Linked DNA regions of Juglans regia: region 1 is linked to region 2. A link is a contact called in public Hi-C data. All regions are on one chromosome and are shown on one strand. The core of a region is the stretch at or near the end of the contact, and the rest is flanking DNA. Distances in the headings are between cores, read along the strand shown.

Evidence for each region. Hi-C and Micro-C count contacts between places; a contact is called where the count stands out from the background.
Region 1: a contact with region 2 is called in a Hi-C map of leaf, with 9 times the contacts expected there. The contact joins two enhancer-like sites. A contact is called at or near these places in 2 of 3 Hi-C or Micro-C datasets (both in leaf).

Annotation. Positions count from the first base shown.
Region 1 is chr10:4,669,015-4,671,714 of Walnut 2.0, forward strand. No RefSeq gene overlaps it. Among protein-coding and RNA genes, the nearest start is that of LOC108981121, 29 kb to the right of the region's middle. Within about 2 kb of position 1,352, the one cell type or tissue checked has open chromatin away from gene starts, as enhancers often do. A contact at or near this core is called in leaf, where this site is marked.
Region 2 is chr10:4,624,385-4,627,084 of Walnut 2.0, forward strand. It overlaps the pseudogene LOC108985220. Among protein-coding and RNA genes, the nearest start is that of LOC109020919, 27 kb to the left of the region's middle. Within about 2 kb of position 1,422, the one cell type or tissue checked has open chromatin away from gene starts, as enhancers often do. A contact at or near this core is called in leaf, where this site is marked.

The sequences.
Region 1 (2,700 bases), core at 102-2,601, 45 kb after region 2:
TTAAGAAAAATTTAGAGAACTAGATGTAAATACTCTAATCTAGGCTAGCATTTACTAAGGAGATGTGCTATGCATCAGCCCGAAGCCGCAGCACACCACACATGTATTTTTTTTTTATTTTTCACTCAATGCGTTGAGTGTGTGGCGGCTTCGGAATGATGCGAATATTTTCACTTTACTAAGTACTAGCTACACTACCAAAAACTCTCAAATTTTTTATTTTTATTTTTTTAAACTACTCGTAAAAAAAAAATTTCAACTTCAATCAAACTTTCTACACTACCCAAGTTGTCCTAGTGACCTGTAGGCTTATTTTGTTGTTCGTAGAAACTGGCACATGGCCATCTTTTGATTTTGTCGTGTTGTTTGTCTCTATTCTATATCGAGTAGTATATATACAGAGAGGAGGGTCTGGGGATGATTATCTAAATTCTTATTAAGAATTCTCTTATATTTCTGGAGGTTAGAATTACTCGAAATGCCGTGTTATCTTTTTACAGTAATTAAATTAAAATCAGGTCATCCATTTCTTTGCACTTTCTGAATCCACAAGGTTACTTCTCCGTTCACTATTAGATTCATAACACACACGGAAGGGGGCTGAGATGGTGGGGGAAACAGCGAAGAAGCTGGATCACCTTCTTCTGGTGACAGTGCTGCTGCTGCTGATGATATTCTCGCCGCACACGACTCGTTGGGGAGCGACTGCTTCTTCAATCCAGCTTGACAACGGCACCCGCACCGCCCTTGATTACCAGGGCCGCATGGAGGAGCCAGAGCTGCTCTTCGATTCGGAAATAAGCAGGATGCTTGTTGACTATCCGACTGTCACTGGGGGCACAAAAACCCCTAATAAGCCTGCAGTATCCGGCTGTAACCGACCTCCAAAGTACGCAAGTTGTCTTCCCGGAAAAACCAGCGGTAACACAAAAGAAAAGTGTGGCACCTACAAACGCAAGTGCTAATGATATTGGTAAAAATGTTTTCTATCTACTCTGAAAATAAAGTCTTGGGGTGTGTGTGTGTTCAGTGTTTGTTTAATTTGTTTTGCTTTATAGCTTTCAGATCATGCGATCAAATGTAATAATAATGTAAATCAGTTAATTGCTGATGTGAAGGAAGTCTTTTGCTAATTCTTAAATTGTTGTTATGAACTAATTAGAATCATGGCGTCGCTATTGGAATATCTTTGTAAGAATTGAGAGCTCTCGCACAAGTTTTGCATCCACCAAACGAAACAAATTAAAATCCTTCAGTGACTAATTTTTTCTTTAATTTGTTTAATTTGAGATTGTCATTAATTAATGGGTCTTCTTGGATAAGATAGTAAGTACTGCACAGCCAGCGTGCGGCTAAAATTAGTCCGGTTCAGTCCAATAATGCACTGTGGATGACTAGTGGGGTCGGAAAAGGATCTTCACGTGGCTCACTTCACAAAATTGATGGAAACGGAGAGAGAGCCTATTTTACTATTGATCAAACATGATATCAGCATGCACCCATTTAAGATAGTAAAATAGAGTTTATTTTGAGGTGAGATTAAAGTTAAAAAGTTAAATAAAATATTATTAAAATATATTTTTTAATATTATTTTTATTTTAAAATTTTAAAAATTTGAATTGTTTATTTTATTTTATGTGGAGATTTGATAAAATTGTAATGATGAAATAAGATGAGATTAAATATTTCTTGAAAACAAACTAGGCCATCTTATAATTATTTTACACTTTGCTTAAAATCAGTAGTTAGTTTTATAATATTAAAATTTATTTTTAAGCAATGATTTTATTAGTTATTTAAAAAGGAGTTATAAGTTTTCTTTTTTTCTTTTTAATTATTGGTTATGGTAAGTAGTGTTTTCTATATCTTTTTTTGTCTCAAATCATTTTTAAAATCACATATATGATAGGGGTAAATAACTATTCCAGAGTTTTTCAGTCAGAACAAGATGGAATAGATAGTTGCCATCTTGACGCTCCCCTCACATTGGTGGTGACGTCGTTTTTGGACTGCAACTTAGACAGCTAGTTGGGCAACAATCAGGAACGCCAAAAATCCAAGACCTCGACCACTAAGTTTTGATCCAGAATGATATTAATTGCTGGTACTGGCTGCATGGCGTTTCCGTGGATTTTTTTTAAAAAAATATTAAAACTTAGATAAATGATTTTTATAATTATAGAATGCGTAAATTTTATGTAATTTTTTTAAAAATAAATAAATAAAATGTACAGAACATATAACTATATCTAATATTATACTAAAACTTAGTTTGGGTAGTGAGAATATTTGCGAAGTATTGAGAATGTTTGTGAATAGTTATGAGTAGAGATTCGAATGAGTTTATAGGTCCTATTGAGAGTACTTTGAATTATTTAGATGTGTGAAGTATATTGAATTGTTAACTTTTAGATAGGTAGTTGAAAAAGGTATGAGTCTCATAAATATTATAGTGATTTTATTTTTAATAATAAATATTATAGTGATTTTATTATACTGATTTTTAATATTAATAAATATTGCAGTGATTTTATTTTATTTTTATATATAATAATGATAAATATTATAATGATTTTATTTTTAATTTATATATAATAATGATAAATATTGTAATGATTTTATTTATATATATAATAGTGATAAATACTATAGTAATTTTATTTTTTATTTATATATAATAGTGATAAATATTATAGTGA
Region 2 (2,700 bases), core at 172-2,671:
GAGCGATCAAAGCCGGAGTTCGAGGCCGGGTAGAAGTATAGTCGAATGAACTTTTGGCCGGCGGTGACGGGGAATACGTAGGTGAACTAGGAGAAGGAAGCCGGGGCTGTGGCAAAGGGCACTTGGCCTGTCGCAGAGGTGGATTGTATAGCTGAGGTAATGGCAACAGAGGGTTGGTTTGGTGATTGTTCAATGAGCAGGGAATCTGAACTCAATTCTCCAATCCAGTTCTGACCATCAAATTCGGTGGAGTTGGCAGTGGAACCACAATTGAGAAGAATATAGTCGGTTGGAGGGTAATTATAAGGGGACGACGAGCCGCTGTCGACGGTGCTGGACAGGTGGCGTAGGAAGAAGACAACATAGAGAGGAGTAAAACGTGGTAGCAGGGTGGAACTCATTGTAGCATGTGAATAGGGTAGTGGGTGCAAGCCTGGAACCTGCACTTGGGTAGAACAAAAATCAAGCTAGAAGACAGTCAGAACTGAGAAGTGGGGCGTGGTGGAAGACTTGAAAAGTCTTCGGAGGACGTTTATTTGCATGATTTAAAATACTTTAAAAATAAGTTTATATTTTTTTAAGAAAAAAGTTTTATATTGGGGCATGCTGATAATTAATTGTTGACTTTGACCTACTGATGTAATTAACAGATTGCATCCACATTTGAACCCATATATAGAATTTGCCGTTTTGGCTCCATTGTTTTCAATAATCAGAACCATATTCCATGAATTAGTTTAAAATAAAGTTAAAAGACGCATCAATATTATTGAAATGTGATTAAAACATCATTTCTAGTGACTTAGAGATATATGAACTATATAATACGACACACTCAAAAGTTGAAATTAAGTTTATAAATTAAGAACAATTTGAATTAATTAAACTTTGGTGGTTATTCTTGTCATGAAGAAAAATTCCGGCACATATATATGCATGCACAAACAAACATACGAAGGATGGAATAAAACAATAAAGCAGGAACGCCATCAATTTGGCGATAAGAGATAGACCGATCAATGTTGTTTTGGAGGGATCTTCACCCGGCCCATTAGCTGCATCTAAAATTAAAGCTGGATCCTGCTGTAATTTTGCGTTGCGTTCAGTACTATGACTACTTGAGATGGACGCCAAGCATCAACAAAATGCCCCGTCGACAAGTCTTAGTCGGCATTATCTCTTTCGGTTCAGCCAATCAACGCCATTAATATTAATCCATTAATATTTCTTATTAAGCTATGGTTAATAAGGGATTTAAATAAGCACATGCAACAGTTTATTATAAGCTGCATGCTAACATAATTGTTCCCGATTTGGTTTTGGGGTTCTAAAACTAGCTTTGTATCCAATTATATGGGGTGGTTTAAGAATGGAAAATGATGGGCATGTATGGCTTTCGATGTGGCCCCAAAGTTCCGTAATGTGCCAACCGACTCTCACATGTAGGGAATCAAGATCTATCAGGCCGTCAAGTCAAGCCTTTTACTGTATGATGATCTCACTCACGGGAAAGAGGTCCACTTGCACATGATGACCGCATGGCATAGAGTCAGTGCGCAAGAAGTATCCTCCACCTGAAAAGATCATTGAAATAATAAGGATGTTATTGTTAGAGACAAACTATTATAAAGAGACAAACTAACTTTGTCAATAAATTTGAGCTATTACTGTCTTCCCAAGGCAATTAAAAGCGACAAACGTTGTCTTCGTCGTGGTACCTACAGCCGTTGCTAATCCTCATTAAAAATAAACAAACAAATAAATAAAACTTTTCCAGCTACTCCGAAATAAATTAGTCTTTGGGGCTGTTTGTTTGATTGTTTTCCATTATAGCTTCTGATGATCATGCTTTTAAATGTAATAATGAATATAATCAGTTAATTGCTGCGGTGAAAGCTTTTGCTGCTTAATTTGTTCTTTTAAAATATAGAATGGCGTGCATGGATATTGCATCTGTGTAAGAATTAAGAACTGGCACAAGTCACCGAACGAAACAAAAATCCGTCTTTGACTGGATCTGTTTCCTTTTTGTTTTATGGTCAAAAAGTTTCATTAACCAAGAGAACTGCATCACATGCAACGGAGTTCTCCGAGAATCACACCATGTCTCCATCCAAAACAGATGATACAATGCTTGAAATAAAAAACAGCATGGTAATTAATGACGGTTGTTGAAATGGGTCTTTATTTATAAGCTGATAACTACTGTGTGGCCAACATTCATCCGGTTCAATCCAATAATGCGCTGTGAGTGTGAATAACTACTGGGACGGGAAAAAGATCGTCACGTACGTGGCTCACTTCACAAAATTGATGGAACGAAGAGAGAGAGAGGGAGCTTTTTTACTATGGATCAAACGTGACATCAGCATGCACCCATTTAAGATAGTAAAATCATAATCTTATAATTATTTTACGACTTTACTTAAAATCGGAAGTTAGTTTTATAATATTAAAATTTATTTTTATGTCATGGTTTTATTAGTTATTTAAAAATGAGTTATAATTTTTTTTTTTTTTAATTTTTGGTTATGGTAATTAGTGTTTTCTATATCTTTTTTTTGTCTCAAATCATTTTTAAAATCCTGCTAATTGAACATATATGATAGGGGTAAATCACTTATCTACAGGTGGATCAAAAACAATGTCAAGTGGGTTAATTATGTTTAGGGTGCTGCTAGGTCCACCGATAAATACTAC